7 separate regions of the Mus musculus genome follow, and regions 1, 2, 3, 4, 6 and 7 are each linked to region 5. A link is a contact called in public HiCAR-type and promoter capture Hi-C data. All regions are on one chromosome and are shown on one strand. The core of a region is the stretch at or near the end of the contact, and the rest is flanking DNA. Distances in the headings are between cores, read along the strand shown.

The links. Promoter capture Hi-C pulls out the DNA fragments that hold promoters and counts their contacts. HiCAR-type assays count read pairs that join an accessible place to other places.
Region 1: a promoter capture Hi-C map of 3T3-L1-derived adipocytes shows a contact between it and region 5, with 6 times the contacts expected there. The contact joins the promoter of Abca8a here to the promoter of Prkca in region 5. A contact is called at or near these places in 4 of 39 promoter capture datasets (the 3T3-L1 cell line, 3T3-L1-derived adipocytes, embryonic stem cells and 1 more).
Region 2: a contact with region 5 is called in a promoter capture Hi-C map of liver, with 9 times the contacts expected there. The contact joins the promoter of Abca5 here to the promoter of Prkca in region 5. A contact is called at or near these places in 3 of 39 promoter capture datasets (embryonic stem cells, liver and pre-B cells), 2 of 484 Hi-C or Micro-C datasets (both in embryonic stem cells), 1 of 115 datasets of contacts at active chromatin or transcription factors (embryonic stem cells) and 1 of 9 other capture datasets (liver).
Region 3: a contact with region 5 is called in a promoter capture Hi-C map of pre-B cells, with 6 times the contacts expected there. The contact joins the promoter of Wipi1 here to the promoter of Prkca in region 5. A contact is called at or near these places in 7 of 39 promoter capture datasets (3T3-L1-derived adipocytes, the C10 cell line, frontonasal cranial neural crest and 3 more), 1 of 484 Hi-C or Micro-C datasets (embryonic stem cells) and 1 of 115 datasets of contacts at active chromatin or transcription factors (astrocytes).
Region 4: a promoter capture Hi-C map of liver shows a contact between it and region 5, with 4 times the contacts expected there. The contact joins the promoter of Abca6 here to the promoter of Prkca in region 5.
Region 6: a contact with region 5 is called in a promoter capture Hi-C map of stem cell-derived epiblast-like cells, with 5 times the contacts expected there. The contact joins the promoter of Fam20a here to the promoter of Prkca in region 5. A contact is called at or near these places in 2 of 39 promoter capture datasets (the 3T3-L1 cell line and stem cell-derived epiblast-like cells).
Region 7: a HiCAR-type map of astrocytes shows a contact between it and region 5, with 3 times the contacts expected there. The contact joins the promoter of Nol11 here to the promoter of Prkca in region 5. A contact is called at or near these places in 2 of 39 promoter capture datasets (hippocampal neurons and liver) and 1 of 115 datasets of contacts at active chromatin or transcription factors (astrocytes).

Annotation. Positions count from the first base shown.
Region 1 is chr11:110,094,675-110,097,374 of GRCm38.p6, forward strand. Abca8a (ATP-binding cassette, sub-family A (ABC1), member 8a) reads right to left here and starts at 1,263. Exons shown (of 39, transcript NM_153145.4): 1 at 1,189-1,263.
Region 2 is chr11:110,336,407-110,339,106 of GRCm38.p6, forward strand. It overlaps Abca5 (ATP-binding cassette, sub-family A (ABC1), member 5), which reads right to left and starts at 1,310. Exons shown (of 39, transcript NM_147219.2): 1 at 1,079-1,310. Gm39445 (a long non-coding RNA gene) reads left to right here and starts at 1,432. Exons shown (of 3, transcript XR_880289.1): 1 at 1,432-1,878; 2 at 2,382-2,453.
Region 3 is chr11:109,610,122-109,612,821 of GRCm38.p6, forward strand. Wipi1 (WD repeat domain, phosphoinositide interacting 1) reads right to left here and starts at 1,268. Exons shown (of 13, transcript NM_145940.2): 1 at 1,112-1,268. The coding sequence starts at 1,191.
Region 4 is chr11:110,250,520-110,253,219 of GRCm38.p6, forward strand. It overlaps Abca6 (ATP-binding cassette, sub-family A (ABC1), member 6), which reads right to left and starts at 1,257. Exons shown (of 39, transcript NM_147218.2): 1 at 1,053-1,257.
Region 5 is chr11:108,342,438-108,345,137 of GRCm38.p6, forward strand. It overlaps Prkca (protein kinase C, alpha), which reads right to left and starts at 1,451. Exons shown (of 17, transcript NM_011101.3): 1 at 1,058-1,451. The coding sequence starts at 1,230.
Region 6 is chr11:109,720,870-109,723,569 of GRCm38.p6, forward strand. Fam20a (family with sequence similarity 20, member A) reads right to left here and starts at 1,369. Exons shown (of 11, transcript NM_153782.2): 1 at 443-1,369. The coding sequence starts at 846.
Region 7 is chr11:107,188,043-107,190,742 of GRCm38.p6, forward strand. Nol11 (nucleolar protein 11) reads right to left here and starts at 1,339. Exons shown (of 18, transcript NM_133702.3): 1 at 1,075-1,339. The coding sequence starts at 1,215. It overlaps Gm39425 (a long non-coding RNA gene), which reads left to right and starts at 1,285. Exons shown (of 3, transcript XR_880257.3): 1 at 1,285-1,477.

The DNA.
Region 1 (2,700 bases), core at 13-2,512, 1.8 Mb after region 5:
GATGGGACAGTCCCATTGGGCAGTAGTTGCACAGTAGCCACTCACAGCTTATTTCCAGAGAAGAAAACAACACATGGTTATATAATAAGGCTCAGAGGCAAGTCTTCGTACAAAAGGGTGGAGAAAAGATATCAGAAAGCCTTTTGGGCTGACAAATGGAGAAGAATGTAGTATTAGCAAAAACAAATAAATAAATAAATAAATAAATAAATAAATAAATAAATAAATAAATGTTTTAAGTCAGGGTGTCCAGAAGCCCCAAGAATTGCTCCGGGCAACGGGAACATTCTTAGAGAGATGGGATAACTTGAACCAGTCAAGGGAGCAGCCACAGCCCTTTGTAGCCAGAACTAAGACTAACTCTCTATCTCAGAGTTCCACTGCAAATCAGCCATGCAGCATAAATAAGCTCGGTAAAACGTCCCTCTTGTTTGCTTTTCCTTCCTTCTCTGGTTCCTAGATCCATGCTAGCTCATGTACAAGTAAAACTGAAGGCTTTGCTTCAGCGTGAGTGAATGTTATTGACTCTGTGCCAATCAACAAAACCCTGTTTACTGCAAACTCCTGCCGACAGCAAAGGGTATGACATTTGAAGTAATGCCATTGTAGTGAAGTGGCACATGCCTCAGTATGATTCAATACATCATACCCAACAAATAAAAACGTGCAGGAAAGAATCTTATGTTAAAAACAAAACAAAACAAAACAAAACAAAACCAACAAATAGACAAACAACCTGTAAGTCTGAGAATAACAGGCTGAGACATAAAAGCATTTCTCTAAATGCCATACTAAAGACTTCTCAGGATTAGAGAGAAAGTGTATTGGAAATGCCTGCCAGTTACTGTACAGTTCATGCACATGTGTGTGTCTAACTGCAGCTGGGCAGCAGATTCACATTCATATTCACACAGAAAATGCTTCCAGAAGACCTGCTTACATTTCTCACCATTACTAACACATTACAGGCACATTCCCACATCTTTACTTAAAACTAGAAAATATGACAATGTCTTTAAAACTACCCACAACTTCCCCTTGCAGACCACAGGAAAATAAACCCAGAAACACTAAAACTCTGTGCAGAAAAATAAATAATAACTTCTCCCTAAAAAGTTCTCATTGAGTAAATGAAATCTCACTTATAGTTACGTAATACAAACCAAACAGAAGCAAAAAGGAACTTACATTTGGAATGTCCGAAGAAAGTATCCTGAGTCTTGGCTTACCTCTGTTTCCCCACTCCAAGAGAATGGGTTCTACTTCTCCCCGGTCTCTATCACATCTGTATTGCTTTCATTCTGTTTGCCTGTTTTGAGCATTCCCAGTCAGCCTGACTGCTTTTGGAGGAAGATTGTGGTTGTAATTTTCTTGGCCTGCTGAGCACTGTATTCACGTGACCATTCTCGAACAAATCTCTTTTTTATTGACTTCCAGCCAGTTCCCACAGCAGAGAATTGCCAACCCTACTCATTTGACTAATTATAGTGTCAGAAAAATCTGTGTTGCCGAGGGAGTCCAAATTTGTAACTTTTCTGGGCCCTCCCCCAAAAGAAATTGACAGATTTCAAAAAATAAAATAAAATAAAATAAAATAAAATAAAATATTGTCCCTTAAAAGGCTCTGAGCTCTGGACTTATTCTGCCATGTTGAGGCAGATATTCTAATTATGTTTCAAACAGCCTAGAAAGCAATATCTTGATTTTTTTCCTATATCATATCTTCCATCCTGTCCATTTCCTCAGTTCCTGCTCTGGCCAGAATCAGTCAATAGACTCCATCTTTAAAATGTGCTCAACATTATGTGTTGTGTTTTATAAAAAAGAAGAAGAAGAAGAAGAAGAAGAAGAAGAAGAAGAAGAAGAAGAAGAAGAAGAAGAAGAAGAAGAAGAAGCAGCAGCGAAGGGTATGTTTGGTAGAGGTGCGATATGGTGTCGGGGAAGGGGATGCCTCTGGGGGCCCATGCTGAGGCATCCCTTCCCCCTGAGGTACCAGTTATAGTATAGTATAGAATAGAGTTTATTCATGGCATGGGGAGGGGGAGTTGAGGGAGTAGAGATAGAGAAAGACAGAGAGAGAGAGAGAGAGAGAGAGAGAGAGAGAGAGAGAGAGAGAGAGAGAGAGAGAGAGGAGTAGAGGCCATGAGCACAGGGAATGGCGAGAGAAGGGTCAAAGGGGAAAGAGGATAAGAGAGCAAGAGAGCAAGAGAAGTGAGTGAGGAGGGGTTGAGCAGCCCCTTTTACAGTGAGTCAGGCACACCTGGTAACTGTAGCCTAGAAGAAATGCTAACGTTATGGGTCTTGGGAAGTATGGCTCAGAACAACATTCACTCAGAACAACATTCAGCTACGTATAGGAGATTGAAAACCAAAAGTAAGGCAGCCTAAAAGGACCCGAGTTAGACAAGTCACAGCTTAATAGAGAGATTTTAGTAAGAAGGGAAGCGTGAGCCACTGCCCAGCTAATATTTAGAAAATTCTTTTTCGTTTTCATAGCTAGAAAGAAAGAAAAAAAAAACCAAAAATTAGTTTCTGTGTGTCAGTGAACTTTGAAAATACGAGTCTTCAAAAACTACTTATGACTTCAGATAACATTCTCTGTAGTCTCCAAGATTATACAACCTAACCCATCAATTTTTAATTCATAAACCAAGCAAATGCATTTGAATCTCTGGGGACCTTACCTATTCAGAATTCTCA
Region 2 (2,700 bases), core at 60-2,559, 2.0 Mb after region 5:
TTTCAATTAAACTCAATGGCAGACATTACATACTATATTCATCTAGGAACTTTAGGAACAAAATGATTACCTGGCATGTAACGAACATATTAATAAATTTATGCAAAATTTAAGAGTTCCCTATGTTTAATAGAATTTGAAGTTTTGCATTATCAAGGACACATCTGCCTAAATGACCCACATTCAAAGATCACTGTCTCTTAAATCTGCTTTCAGGATAAACACACACAAAGTGTTCTCATAATGTTCTTATCTATTGAGTCTTCTCTGACGAGACATAAAAATGCTCTCTGGGCAAACATAAAATAGAGTGAGGAAAGCACCAGGATTAGAGAGTCTGGAATCTCAGAGGGAGAATCTCAGTACCTCATTTTTTTCCCCAGCTGGGACCTTAATAAAGTTATTTAACCTCTTTAAGACCCATATTTCCCACACAGAGTACCATCTCCAACCTCAGAGCAGCTGTCAAGATGAAGTAATACTGACCCTGGCTCTGAGCCAGGATCTAACCTCATCTGGGGCTCCAGAATGTCCTTAATTTTTGTCCTCAGACTTGATTCTTTGAAAACGTAAAGCGAAGCTTTTAGAGAGCTGGGGCGAAAATCCTCAACTCCGACTGCCCCAGAGGCCGCTGTCCCCCATGGACCTCGCTTTCTCCTCCTCCCTGAAACCTTTCCGCGCCTGGGAATCTTCGTTAGCTATGTTTGGGGAATTCAGATTATTTTCAACCCCAAAACCGTGTCACGAGCTCTGCGGCTTTTCCTCTCACCCCGAGTCCTCTGGTCACACATGATCCGCTACCCGATCTGCGCCCCAAGTAGGGCGATGCTCCTGAGCCCTCAGGGGGAAAACTGACTTCGGTTTGGTTTGGGCTTTTATTTAATTTCGGTTTGTCCTTTCTTTTCCTTCTGCCTCTCTAGAAGTTCTGAGGATGTCGCTAGCCCAGGGATCCCTGTCAGCGCCCGCCACCCGCCAGCATCCTCCGGCTCCCCGCGGCCCGCCACACCCTCCCCTCTCCTCATTCCCTAGCTGCTCGGCCATCTCCACGGTCCATGCCCCGTCCCCGCCGCCGCGTCACCTCTCTCCGCAGACACGAATGGCGAGCGACCTCGAGCGCCGCGGGCCTCGGCGTCTCCTCACCCCGGCGTCGCAGCCGCAGCGCTGTCAGGCCCAAGCCGCGAGCTTACCTGCGGCGACCGCGACCGCGGTAAGTGACGGAGCTCGGAAATTCTGCGCGGAGACGCGGTCCGCGAGGCCGAGCGCGCGCGTGCCCGCCGCCCCGCTACGCCGAGAGAGCCGCGCGCGCCGCCGGAGACACGCCCCCTGCCCGCCCCTGAATGCACCTGAGGGCGGGGCGTGCGTAATGCGCGTGCTCCTGGAGCTCGAGACGGGAGCGCGCTTGGGGGCGGGGCTACTGGGGGCGGGGCTCCGGCGGAGGTGAGCGCGGCGAACGAGTCGCAGAGTACTTGGTTGGACCTGCCGACTCTAGCTCAGGTGCTCAGAACCTCCTGGGGAGCTCGCCGCACCCTCCACCGAGGCTCGATGGGTTTGAGGAGACTTCTGTCGCCTCAAGAAGGACGGCCTTGGTTCTCCACCCTCCCATCTGCCTCTGTTCCCTTGTATTTAAAGAGTTGATAAAAGTCTGACACTCCTCCCTCTTGCTGCAGCGTCCTCCCTCCTCGTTTCTGTAAAGACTGCCTTCTCCTCTCCAACCTCAGACTACCACCTTGAACATCCTACCGGTTCCTTCAAACATCCTCCGAAAATCTGCAAGTGTTGACTTCTGGCAAAGACTATATACCACGCTTAATTTTTACTTAAAATGCAAACTGATGTTTGGAATGTCGTTACCCAAAGTGATCGAAACAAGGGCCAAAGGTATTGCAAAGTAAAGTTCACAATACCAAAATTACACATCCCTGAGGAAGACTGATCCTTTCTTATCCAGAAGCCACAAACTGCCAATTCATAACACACACACACACACACACACACACACACTATTCATGCTGGAATTTTTGCTGGCTTGATACTGAATGTGTCTGGTGTGTGCAGTCCCCAGTGCTATGTGTTACAGTTACTTTCGAAAACATCTTCAGCTCTGTGAATGTGAACATTCATACATATTTTGTGTATGTGTGTGTAGTTCTCAAATTGAAAACTAAGTCTATAGAATGTGTTCTGCTTTATTATAGATGTGGACGTTTTGCCTGCATGTGTGTGTACACTATCATAGAGCCTGACACAATGATATCTTTCCTCTCAAACACCCCACTTGGCACCATAGTATCCCTTTCACTGTCTTACATGCTAATCTCTTCAGCTACATCATATGTAGCCTGAAGTTAAGAACTTTTTCTTATACCAATTTAAATTTTCAGGTCTTGCGAATCATAAACTATGGTAAATACTGCTAATAATACTACTGATGAGAGAAAACACCTACAAGAAAGGTATGTAAATATTTTTATCTTCACAAAAAATACCTACTCACTTAACAAAATTGCACCCATAGAAACAGAAAATATTAAAATTCTATTATAGGAGTGGACTTGTAGTTCAGTGATAGTCTGCTTGCCTAGATTGTACAAGGTCCTGGCTTTAAACCCCAGCAACACACACACACACATACGACTTATAAAATGGACAACAAGATTATAGGCTTGTAAGAATAACATAGAACACAGAGAAAAATATTTT
Region 3 (2,700 bases), core at 18-2,517, 1.3 Mb after region 5:
TTATATGATTACACACACAGATTTTTCAAACAAAGACATATTGTTCAGAGCAGGGGTTTTTCAAACAGAAACACAAAGGGAATGAAAACCAGGGCTGCTTATGGCCTTAATTACACCAACGAATGAATGTTCAATATTAGCACAGTTCAGCTAGCAGCAGCCAAGGCACAAGCCTGAAGCTGAGCCCAAACCAGGAACAGAGCAGAAACTGGTACAGCCGGAAGTGGGACACTGGGAAGTGGTCATCCCTGCCCTGATGCTTCAGGGCTCCACATTCCAAAGAGATTAATCCATATGGTCCCCAGGCTGGCTTGCACAAAAACAGGGAAGAAAACAGTAGCTTGTGTCTTAAGATTCAATCCTGCAGATGCCTAGAACTCAGGCAAGCAATCCCTTGTTTATGGACCAAAGTCTAAACGTTGACCATCATAGTGAAACATTAAAAAGCCACTTAAAAGCAACAGGGTGGAGCGCCTGCTTCAGGGATGGGAAGCTGTCTGGGGCAGAGAAAGGGCTCCTGAGCTTCCAGGAGATTCCTGGGACTGGGTGGACAGCGAGTAAACACAGAAAGGCAAATAAAGAAAAGCTTCCTACGGCCAAAGAGACCAGCCAAGATGCCCAGTGCTGGGGCTGGTCGGGCCACAGGGATAGACTGACTGTTTGTCCGAGGCCCTGCCCAAATGCCACGTTGAGATACTCAAGGACAAATGGTAAAGTTTTTCTTCATCTTTCCGACTCTCTGCATCCTCCCTCTTGAGTCAAGTTGCACATTCCTCCCTTCCCTCACCTTTGTTTTGGTCCCTGATCTCCCTTTCGGTCACTAGGTGGCCCACACCAAGTCCCTCCCCCACATTCAAGGTCCCCCCTCCGCCCTCCTTGCTGACTTGTTTGGGTCACCCTAGCCGGCTCTTTCTGGCAGGCGCTGGCTGGCAGTCGTCTGGGTGGGCTCAAACCCCTACAGCCGAGCAACGCCGCGACACAGGCTGCCCTGCCGAGGTACCATCGGCGCGCAGGCCCCGGCTAGCCACCAGTTGCGTTACAGGACAACACCCTTTGGTGGCGACATTCTGTCCCCCACTTCCCTGGCCAGGGGGCTGGCGCCGTGGCTTACGTGCAGTCTTGGTTGAAAGAGAAGCAGCTGAGCGCCGCCTCCACTCGGCCCGGAGGGGCATCTGCGGCTTCGGCCTCCATCGGGGGCTCGACCCGAGAAGCCGCAGCTCTGAGCGGGGGACAGCCACCTCAGCAGCCCGCCCGCGCCGGCTCCGTGGGCCGGCTTGCCGCGTCGGTCCCGCCCCGGGCTCGCCTCCAGACAGACCCCGCCCACTCAGATACCACTTAGCTCCGCCCCTCCATCGTAAGACCCCGCCCTTACACGATTCCCATTTAGCTCCGCCCCACTCCAAACCCCCGCCCCTCCTTCAGAGAATCGGCTGGGTCCTAAAACAGCCAGGCCACGCCCCTGCCTCAAGTACCGCCCCTCTCGGCTCTAGCCCTGCCTGGGACCTTCAGGACCCGCCCTACACATTTCCCACTTAGCCTCGCCCTCTCCACTTCGGGCACCTAGCCCCACCCCCTCACAGCCCTAGCTCCGCCCTGAGCCAACCAGGCCCCGCCCCGAGCCTCCTTCTACCTAGCTTGGTAGCCCCGCCCCCTCTCCAGGCCGTCTCTGTCCCCACCCCGCCTCTTTATCACTGGGAACAGAACTGCTGACCGAACAGAGCCTTCCGCAGACAGCCAGGATTGGCCACCAACTCTTTTAGTCAATCAATAGGGCTAGTGGGCGGGACAGCTGTTGACGACCCGCCCCCTAGTCGGAGAAACCGTTTGCCATTGGCCGAAGGTGCGCGAGGCAAAGGCAGCAGGCCACGTGGTGGTGTTTTCATTGCCAGAGCGTCCAGAGGGTGAGGAGGAGGAGTGGAGCTTCAGGCTTCAAGCCTGCCTTAGCGTCGGAGACAACGCCAAGGAGGCGGGCGGACGCCTGCTTCCTTGCCCGCCCGCTAAGCTTACAGCAGTTGTAGTTGAAATCAGTAGACATCAAAGTCCAGCCGTTTTGGAGAGCCCTTAAGCTTCTCGGAAAAAGATCCCCAGCCGATTAAGAAGCCACATACAGCCCCACAGTTGAGAAAGAGCTCTTGCTAACCCCGACCCTTACATTAACAATATTACCTTGGTATGTTCCTACCCGATTTACTGAAAACCCGGTTAAAGCACTGGCTAGACTATATTATCTAAAACCAACAATACACAGCGGCATGTGAAAGGGTCTTCTTTCAGGACTTGTTATCATACAACTTTGCTCAGCAGTATTTGACCAGACATTCGATTTGTATAGAAAGGAGAGAAACTAGAATACTGTACAAGACAGTACAGCTTGAAGCTCATGTCGTTTGAGATGCATTCTGAAGCAAACTGGAGATTTGCTTCCCAAGCTTGTATACAATTGGTTGTGAGGTGCCTGGTGTGGGTTCTGGGGAACAGAATTCCGCTCATCAGTAAAAACACTGCTGAGCCATCTCTACAGCCTCTGAAATCTTCATCATCGCCATTATTATTACTATGATGATAATGGTGTCACAGTTCTGTAGATTGTGGCAATTCGGTTCATATCCAGCCACCTTGTTTATTATTTATTTATTTTGGATACATTGTCTCAAGCTATAGTCCACCGATCCTCAAGCACTTGGTAACTGATCCTCCTTC
Region 4 (2,700 bases), core at 7-2,506, 1.9 Mb after region 5:
ACAAACAATAAACCAAAACCAGAAGCGGAGTTGGAAAAACCTTGACTCTATTTCTGACTCAAATATTTACCACACTTAAGAACTATAATGCAATGTAAAATATTAATGCAACGATTTAAGACTAAATTTACCTCAAATGCATTCTCTTTAAGCTATGTGGAGGGACGGGTGACGGTGATGATAGGGCGTGGTTATCATCACACTTCTACAATAAAACAGAACATTCCAATGGGGGGGGGGGACGCCATTAGGGTGCAGAACACATATAATAATATTTTAGATCAGAATTCAATGATGTGAATAAAGTAATCTCTTGGTTTCACCCCATCAACACTCATTTTTGTTCCTTGCATTTTAGGAAAAAAAAAAAACTAAACAAATCAACAACAAAATTTTGATTGCTTAAACTCGCCTGAATGATAAATTCATCGGATACAATCCCAGTGAAATATGTTCATAATACTTATCTTCAGATTTAAATATAATAAAAATTTAACTGAATAACTCTTACCAGAAGAACTGAGCTTTAAAATAATAATCAATACTCGAAATTACTTGATTCTGACTCACCAGAAGAATAAGGCTTCTCTCAACTTTGTAAATAGAAATGACACTCAAAATGCAGAAAGCAAAGTTCAAAATAAGTTAGGAAGGAAGGAAGGAAGGAAGGAAGGAAGGAAGGAAGGAAGGAAGGAAGGAAGGAAAAAAGAAAGAAAGAAAAAGAAGAGAGAGAACATAGTTTTACCCAGCAATTTTTCAAATAAACAAATTTTAAAACCCATTTTAGTTTTCATGATCTTTCAATTTAATCTTTCCTAAATTTACATGACAAAATGCAATACAGTTCTTTCCTTGGCTACAATGGAAGCAAGCTAGAATCTACAGCTGTATTTTCGAAATAAAATTCGGTTGGGGCGGGGGAAATAAAAATTAGCTCTTAAATCACTTTAAGATACTTAAGTGTCTACAAACCATCTGAATAACAGATTGAACTTGGCAATATCCACCCATTTATTCGGCAGAGCACAAAAACAGCAGTAAGCTTCACTCACTACTGAGGAATATTCGCACTCCCGGAACAGGCAGGCTTCTTTTCCTAGTGCATCCCTTTGAGCACTTTCTCTCCTTCCGTAAACATTTCTTAAGTAGGTGGCTGCTCTCCGCGGTTCCTTTGCACACTGCTTTCCGAAAGGGGATGTGGTCACTCCAGGCTGCACATGATGAATCTGTTTTGTTTTCTGTGTCCTCTCTCTCTCTCTCTCTCTCCTGGGAAAACCCTGTTCTGTGATTGGTTGAGAATAAAACAAACCCTGTGTCTGTTCATTCACCCCCTTTCAACTCCGGAAAAAATAAAGCAGATAAGGAAAACTTGCTCAAGCCCTTCAGATATGATGAGATCAAGATTGGAAAGAAGACAAAAAATCAAAATAAAACAAAACAAAAACAAAAACAAAAAAAAAAAAAAACCAACCCAACAACAACAACAAAAACCCTAGAATAAAAATGTTATCTAAGGACTTGTATGAGAAATACAAGTTTTCATGATTTCTCACTCTGCATAGCTAAACATAGACGTCAGTTTTCAATTTGGCAAACTCACACTAACTGGGAAAAGTTGCTGAAGCTGGGAGTTTCTCTTCTTTTCTATTTTTTCCTTTAAAGGTAAAGCAATCCCTATCTCTGCCTTGGAGATAGTCTGACGGTAGACAAATGAAATACTATTTTAAAACATGTTTCTCCTACTCTGGTCACAGCTGTGTGGGATTTTATGGGTTAAGTACATTAATAAAATAGATTTATCTTGTGACTAAAATACATAAAAGATTTCCAATTTTTATGCACTAATACTAGCCTACCTGAACTCCATTCTGTCCTTGCTGCACAGTGTATCTGAAAGGCACTGAAAACTTTTGACCCGCCACAGCAAATGTCAAAACAGAAAAAGCGAAGTCCAGGAGTTGAGAAATCTCAAATATTTGTCAGGACTCTTTTATCCACATGTGTTACTAAATCTAAATCAGAGAGATGTTCCAGAGTATAGGGGACAAGTTTAAGACAGTAACAGTTCCAGCCATGATAATATACTTGGCAGTTAATTCTACTTTTAAAAGTAGACACAAGTGAAATAGCGTGCCTTTTATCTTGAAAACTGTCAAAACAAACATGTTAACAAGGGTATTCTAAAGGCCTCAGGACTGTAGGGGGAAAATGTCACAACACTTAAAAAATTTGTTTCGATAGTAGAACGAATCTTTTGAAGTAGCCTAGAATATAATTCAGATTTCTATTAATTTTATTGCCATAGTTGTTTGATTCTTTATATTCTATTTTTTGGTAGCTAATGCTTAATGAAAAGTTCTTTCTTAGAAGTTTTATATTGTGCATTTAATTGCTAGGGTTTTTTTTTTAATTTCTTGTTTGTCTGTTTTGCGCTCATAAATTACATCCTAACCCCAGTTTCCTCTACTTCCACTCCTTCCAGTCCCTCCCCCACATCTCCCCTCTTCCCAAGTTCTAGTCCTCCTCCATTTCCCTTCAGAAAGGAGCAGGCCTCCCAGGGATAGCAATCAAATAGGCCATAAAAGTTCAGTAAGTCTAGGCGCATGCACTCATAGGCTCAGCGCATGCATTCATATCAAGGCTGGATGAGTCGAGCCAACAGGAGGAGAAGGGTCCCAAGGGTGGGCAAAAGAGTCAGAG
Region 5 (2,700 bases), core at 201-2,700:
GTGGGAGGGGGACGATTTCTAAGATATGATGGGGGTGGGGGGGACTGACATTTTGTAAATCTGATGAAAGCTGTAATTCTCTCACAAAAAAAATTTAAAAAGAAAAACATAAATCTGCATAAATCCAATTTTACCTAATTTCACAGGCTCCAGAGAGATAGATCCCTGAACCCTTCTTTTTATCAAGCCCCTCAGTTGCCAACGCTTGGCGTTCAGTGGAAATCACCTGAGCGCGGACACCTTTAGCCATTACAGTATTTTTCTTAAATAAGCCCTCTGTCCTCATCAACTGGGTTACAGGTTTAATCTCCTGTTGACAGGGTCTATTTTAAATGACTCCCTCTGCCCTCTGCCATTTGCCTGCCGGGTTAGCCCTCCTCCCCCACGGCAAGCTTTCAACAGTTTGCTGCCTTCCATCTCTCTCCCTCCCCTCTCTCCCCACTCTGGGCTCGGCCAGAAAAGTCAAAGTCTCCGTGCCCAGTAGAAACAGCCTACAGTAGGCAGGGACCCAAGGTTCCAGCGGAGTCCCAGCCCGACGCGAGGCACAAACACTCCCCGGAACGCGCCCAGCCTGGCTCGCCAGCAACTTGGAGCGGCGCGCCGCGGCTCCCCGCTACTCCCGGGCGTGTTTCTTGCGCGTCCTGGGGCCACTTTGACTCCAGCAATCTCTCTTTCCTGTCCCTTCGCTCCCATCAGGCCCATTGACCGCTCCGCTTGGTGACAGGGAAGACCTGTGCGCCCTAGGAGAGGCGAGGGGACCTTCCCCCTCATCCGAGTCACCCCGTGCAGAGCCAAGCGTCCCTTCAGGGCACCAGGGCATGCGTGGCAGCGCCGGGCCACTTTCCAGGGAGTGTCCCGCGTGGGTGCGCGCCTGTCACTCCTGGCGAGAGTTCGGACTCCGGCCAGGCACTCTAAGTTCTCGGAGGAGTCCTGGCCCTGAGAGTAAGGACGCGCCGGGGCTCAGAGACGTCCCCGAGCTTAAGTCCCGGGGACAAGCAGACCTGAGCCCCGGGGCAAAGGTGGCTCTTGGGTCCCCAGGGCTGCCGCGCGCACCTACCAGATGAAGTCGGTGCAGTGGCTGCAGAAGGTGGGTTGCTTGAAGAAGCGGGCGATGAATTTGTGGTCTTTCACCTCATGCACGTTCTTCTGCCTCAGCGCCCCTTTGCGGGCGAAGCGGTTGGCCACGTCCTGAGACGCCGTGGAGTCGTTGGCCGGGTAAACGTCAGCCATGGTTCCCCCCAACCACCTCTTGCCTCCGCCGGGGAGCAGCAGCCGGGGAGGGCCGGGGTGGGCGGGGGCGGCGGCCGAGGTGGCGGTGCTGATGAGGTGCGGTGGTGGCGGCGGTGGCCCGGGAGAGCCGGGCGGGCGCTGCGCTACTCGGAGCTGGGAGCCGAGCCGCTCTCTCTGGCTCTCTCCGGCTCTCTGGCTCGCTGGCTGGCCCCACGCTCACTGACAGCCCGGCGCCCGGCGCTCGCGCTTCCTACTCGCGGCGGCAAGAGGCGGCCCGGAGCGGCGCCGCCCACTGCGCATGCCCGGAGAGCTAGCGTGTGTATGTGTGCACGCGCGCGCGCGGCCTGGAGTAGGAGCGCGCGGGACGGGGACGCGCGCCGGGCGAGCCTTGGGCCTCTGCGCTCCGCTGCACAGAGCTGGACACGCAGACTGGGGGGCCCCTGTGAGCCCCGCCAACTGCCGAGGGCGGCGGTCGGGGAGAGGCCCTGGAGATGCCCAGCCCAGGAAGAAGCCGGGAGGGGCGGGTCCTTCTCCTCCGCCGCCCGCTTCTTTTTCCTCCCTTTTCCTCTGCTTCCTCCTCCCTCTTTTTTCTCCTCCTCTCCTTCCGCTCGTGGTGCCGGGCCTCCTCCTCTCCCCACCTTCCTCCACCCACTCACGCTTCTCTGCTCATGCTTTCCTCTTTCTGGGATGGAAGTTGTGCCCCGAAGGAACCCGGCACGGAGCGCTCCCCACCCCCACCCCCATGCCACCTTAGCAGGTACAGAGGTAGCTCCTTGTCTAGCTACCTGGACCCACAGGCATTTGGGGGTGGGGGGTTTGCTGGCTTTTTATCAGCCTCTTTCCCGTTTAACCTTTCACCTGACCAAAATGTCATTCTAGTCGTTTATGCCACTAAAATGCCCAAACCCTAACCCTCGCTCAGTTCCGAGTCGGTAAAAGGGAGCGGTTTTGAATAACTGATTGCCGGCTCTCTTACATCCCTTCGATCTTTGACCTGCAGTTCACCTGCTTATTATATAGATTTGTATGACAGTCGTAATAACCCGGTAAGATGCCAAAGGGCTTGCCCTGGTTTGTGATGTTATTCGTTGGCTATCAGAGCTGTGGTGCCCGAAGATGATCGGGCTCTCTTGATTTTACATGTCCAGAACCTTAACTTAGAAATCATTTTGCATCCTAAGCTAATTGCTGAAATACTGGCAGGTGTAGAGTTCAGCCAGAACATTTGTAAATTACCAAGTAAAACTGCTTGTGAAGGGGTAGCTGGAATGGATATGTATGCAAAGGGCGCACTTGGGGCTGGGCTGTCCGAGCGCCTGCTGAATATTTATTAGGTCTGCCTGGAGGATTCTAAACCTGGGACAGAGCAACCCTCTACCAACAAGAAGTTCATTGTCCCAATCGGCCTAGGGTGGTCCCAAACTCGAGGTAATACTCCTGTCACAGCTCCTGAGTGCTGGAATTACAGAG
Region 6 (2,700 bases), core at 119-2,618, 1.4 Mb after region 5:
AGGGACAGGGACGGGGGGGGGGGGGGGGGGGGAAACTGGGTCTTTGGGATATGACAGTCAGATCTGACCAAAGAGCAGAGCTGAGTGTCGCCAGCCCTGCTCTCTGTTTGCAAAGTTCATTCTGGAAAACAGCAGGCCCAGAGCAGCTGTCCACAGCAGGACAGCGCGAAAGAGGCCCGAGAAAGCATTGGGACCAGGAAACTGACTGGCTAGAGAACCCAGGAACTCGAGGGGAGTGGCTGGGAGCATTTCTTTGCTGTTGCTCAGAAATCTAAGGCCTGCTACAGCTGGTGGGCGTCCAGATGGGGATCGAAGCCTAGTGCCAGGCTGTGACGGCAGAGTGAAGTTCCCACAGCCCAGGGTGGGAGTGGACATGGGTAGCCAGGACCTGGAGGGTCATGCTAGGGAGTCCGGTGCTGGGGTTCCTCGGAAGGGTTCTCACCTGTTCCAGCGGGCCACCTTCCTCCGGTAATACCGCAGCGCCTCCTGGCTGGCCAGGAGCCAGTCTTCGGGTCCCAGGAGAGGCGGATCCTCCAGGACTTGGTAGAGCGAGTGGGCGAAGAGGGCCTGCAGCTTAGAGCGCGGGGCAGGGTGGCCGCGGCTGGGATGCTCAACCCGGGGCAAAGCTCCTGAAAAGTTGTGCGAGGCTGTGCCAAGGTCTCGGGAGGCTGCGGCTGAGTGTAGAGACGCGGAGGGGGCGCGGCCAGAGCACGGGCAGGCGGCGGGGCGCTCGCCCGGCCGGAGCTGGCGCTGCACTTGCGGCCAGAGGTGGAAGTAGAGGTCGGCGGAGAAGAGCGCGCCCAGGAGCAGCAGGGCCAGCAGGCGGTCCCTGCGCAGCCCGGGCATGGCCCAAGCGGACACCCGGGAAACACTTGGGGTGCAGACGGAAGAAGCTCCTGGAGTCCGGAGGAGGCTGGAATGCTCACACAGGGGATTAGCTCTTCCTGGAAGGGTGTCTTCCCTGAACTTGGGGACCGCGTGCAGGAAGCTCACAGTGTTGACAGCGTCGTCTTTTCTTGCCCAGTAGAGAGGCAGGGTTGGGGTTCCCTGGCTACCCGGTTGTTATTTGAGTCTCTTTGCCCTGTGACCCCCTCTGCCAGGGACCGCTCAGGTGGGGAGGTCCCGTGGAGGAGTGCTGGCTCTGGTGGCCGTGTAGAGGGCGATCACTGGAGGGAGCGCAAAGGAGCTCTCGCCCCCTAGGAGGAGGCTGGAGAGACTGCGTAGCCCGGGGCGTCTCTTCCAAGGATGCTGTCTCTCCGCAGCTGCTGAGACAGATCCAGCGGCTCCTCCTGCAGGCGGCAGGGACTCCTGTGCCCCGGGCTGGCAGGAGCGGAGGGAACGCAGAGTTGACAAAGCAGGGGCGACTCAGGGCGAGCTTGTCTTTGCGCCTAGACTCCTAGAGGCAGAGGTAACGCGGAGCCTCCCCGCTGCCTGGATTGGCCTGGCGCCCGCACCTCCGCCCACTCTTAGCTGGCACCTGCCTCTGGCATAGCTTGCCAGCCAAACTCCCAATCCCTTTGCTGCCGGCTCTGCCCTTCCACCTTGTCATCAATCCTCTCCTCCGGCTCCTCCTCTTTGTCCCCACTTTCCTTGCTCAGGGCTCTTCATACACATCCTGGTGAGCCCAAGAGAGGTGGACTTGAGCCTTTCATTTCCATTTTTAGGGTTTTTTTTTTTGGGGGGGGACAATGCAAACCCTTAAAAGCCTTTCTTCTGTAAGCTTTGCCAGATGTGTGTCTGGGGGTTTGGATTTCATTTCTCAGCATACTCGCTGCAGGGCATAAACTGGATTCATAGCAACCAGCACATAGTAGGCACTTGCTCTGAAGATACTCACGTGGTGCACAAAAATAGCTTGCCCTTTAAAAAATAAGAGCCCCTCCCACTCCCCTTAACCTAGAACCTGGGTGATTTCCTGTTTGGATGGAGTTTGACTCCAAATCTTCCAGTACTTTGAAAAGAGGAAATGGCAGGGAGGGAGGGGCCCCAAATGACCCCACTCCGAACTCTTGAATGTAGCTTGGTGTGAAAGTAGTCCACCCAAATGAATCACTGGAGGACCCGCTTACTTAGGCTTTCTCCTGATATCCTGTGAGGTCATTTACACTTCTCCACCCCGTGTTCCTTCCTTCTGAGGATCAGGGGAGGGCAGCCCTGAAACCTTGGCTTTCTCTGTTTTATAATTTGGGAGCATAGTAAATGCGAGTCTGCCTGGAGAGGTGGCCCCACCCTGGAGAATGTTCAGGAAAAGACTGTTTCCCCCCAGCTGTTGCCTGCCTGGGCAACAAAGCGCCTATGTATGCTAATTTCATTGGTTAAGGATCTCCAGGTTCTTGCTGGAGTCTCCATTCTGAGACACTGTAGCTTGTGGGTTAACACTGGAGTTTTCCCGGCAGTTGGTCAACTATTTCTTGTGGCAGCTGCTGTCCTCTCATCTTTAGATAGAAGTGCGTGTGTGTGACCGTGTGTGTGTGTGTGTGTGTGTGTGTGTGTGTGTGCCCGTGTGTGTGTGTGCCCGTGTGTGTGCCCGTGTGTGCCCGTGTGTGTGCCCGTGTGTGTGCCCGTGTGTGTGCCCGTGTGTGTGTGTGTGTGTGTGTGCTTGGGGAGATCAGATGTCAACCTTGAGTGTTAGTCTTCAGGAGCCACTGATCCACACTGATGCTTTTAAGGCAGGTTTTTTCTCTGGGACCAGATTGACCG
Region 7 (2,700 bases), core at 89-2,588, 1.2 Mb before region 5:
CTAACTGTCATCAACTATTGTATTCCTATGCAGAAACTGCCAAATTAGTAGACAGCCCCAAGTTTGAAGGGAAGTTTAAACCAACAGTATAGGGGATTGTTGGCAACCTGTCCCCAAAACAATAAAACACTTGGGTAACTTTTTTTTTCCTGAATAACTTAGTTTTTCGGTTGTTCCTGTTGTTTTTACGTACACTGGTGTTTTGTTTGCTTGTATGTCTGTGTGAGGGTGTTAGATCCCGTTGTTACAGTTGTGAGCTGCAATGTGGGTGCTGGGAATTGAACCCCAGTCCTCCGGAAGAGCAGCCAATACTCTCTCCAGCCCTTGCAGATGGATAACTTTTTTAATGACACAAGAAACTGTTCAGGGGCATTGGTGGTGGTGGCACACGCCTTTAATTCCAATGCATCTCTATGAGTTCGGTTTACAGAGTCAGGACAGCCAGGGCTACACAGAGAAACCCTGTTTCGAAAACCCAAAATACTAACCAAAATGACGACAACAACAACAAACTTCAAAACTCCAGCTTAAAAAACGTGCTTTGTAGATGATTGCTATAACAAGGCTCTACGTATGCTTGTTGAGCCGGGAATCAGGCTGCAAAGCGGGTGAGACTGCGACTTTCACAGTGTGATGCAGAACTGTCCAATCTTTCTAGGACACCAAGAAATCCCTGCCTCTTCCCACCATCCGACTCACCCCGCCCCCGGGACCCCAAGGAGCGGAGGATGTCCTGGAGAACACACATTTTCAACCTGTCAGTGTCATGCAAGCTGCTGGGTGACAGACGTGGTCCCCTCGGCCAGGCTCTGTCCCCGGGGAAAGGGGAGGCACAGGTCCCCAGCTCATCCCATGTGCACCCAGACACCGCCGCACGTCACTCGGAAATACGCCGGTCCTCACTACTGACAAACAACTTCTGAACCTCATGCGGCGTCCCGCCGACTCTGTCGCACCCCGGGTCTCTGTCACGCCCGCTCCCGGCTTTCCTTCCCAAGTGTGAGAAACTCAAGCCTCCCGCCCCCGGCTTCGGACAGAGGCGAGACACCTGCCGGCCAGCCCCACCGTCCTCACCTTGTAAAGGACGACGGTCCTGCCGCTGTCCGTCACTAGGAACTGGTCGGCTTTGTCAGTCTGCTCTACACCTAGGAATCCCTCAGGCCCGGCGCCTAAGACTCCAGTAGACAACGTGAATTCTTCTTCCAGGGTTGCCATTTTGGGTTGGCCTACAGCCCGGGCATGCTTCCCGGCAGCCTTTGTGCTTCCTCTCGCGAGAGCGACCGACACCAAGGAGGAAAATCAGCTCGAGCAGAACTGCGACCCCTGGCGGGCGGAAGAGGAGGAGGCGAACACCGCCCAGTGGGTGGAGTCTAGACCACGTGCGAACGCTCAAGACCCTCGAGGCCACGCCTCCCGGCTAGTAGAGACAGAAATCGCTGAGTCGGCTCCCTTGCCCTCTTGTTTCACCTCTTGGAAGGTGAGAGATAAGTTTAAAAACGGCCTGATATAAAAAAAAACATATTTTAAAAATATGCTAGTGAACTCTAAAAAGTCCTACCACAATATGCCAGAAGGGAAAAATATTAACCTGCAGATGGCAGTTAAGGTTCTGTTTCAAAATGCCTAATCTCGCTTACCCTAACCCTCCAGAGACGGCTAGTTCGTGGGCATTTATTTTAACTATCGTTTTTGGTGCTGGTAGAGAAATCTTTTCCAGATTATCAGAATGTACAACTCTTTTGATTAAAAAAACAACAAAACAAAACAAAAACCCGAAATCTAGCTGGGCGTGGCGGCACATGCCTTTGATCCCAGCACTCTGGAGACTGAGGCAGGGGGATCTCAGTAAATTCGAGATCAATTTGGTCTACATAGAATTCTAGGCCAGCCTTAGCTACACAGAAAGACTGACTATCTTTTTTTTTTTAAGTTTTTATTTATTATTATACATAAGTACACTGTAATTGTCTTCAGATGTGCCTGAAGAAGGTGTCAGGTCTCATTACGATGGTTGTGAACCACCATGTGGTTGCTGGGATTCGAACGCAGGACCTTTGATAGAGCAGTCAGTGCTCTTAGCACTGAGTCATCTCGCCAGCCCCAAGACTGACTGTCTTTAAAGGTTTTTTGTTTTATCTTTTTTTTTTTTTTTTTTGGTTTTATGAAACAGGGTTTCTCTGTATAGCCCTGGCTGTCCTGGAACTCACTCTGTAGACAAGGCTGGCCTTGAAATCAGAAATCTGCCTGCCTCTGCCTCTCAAGTGCACCACCATGCCAGGCTTGTTTTATTTATATGAGTCCACTACAGCTGTCTTCAGAGACACACTAGAAGAGAGTGAATCAAATCCCATTACAGATGGTTGTGAGCCACCATGTGGATGCTGGGAATTGAACTCAGGACCTCTGGAACAGCAGCCAGTGCTCTTAACCTCTGAGCCATCTCTCCAGCCCTAAGACTGTCTTTAAGAACAAACAAAAAAAGAAACTTAGCAGGACTTGCCCAGCCCTTGGCAGGCTGAGGCAGACTGATCGACAGGTTGGCAGCCAGCCTTGGCTCCTGGGAGATGCATTCACAGAATGAAATCAACAGTGCTCTGTGCTCACGTTAGCCATGCTTCCATTAACCTCAGTATGGGTGAAGAATCACACAAGTTTCATTTCTGAAGATTCCCCCACTCTCTGACAGACAGCTAAGGCCAG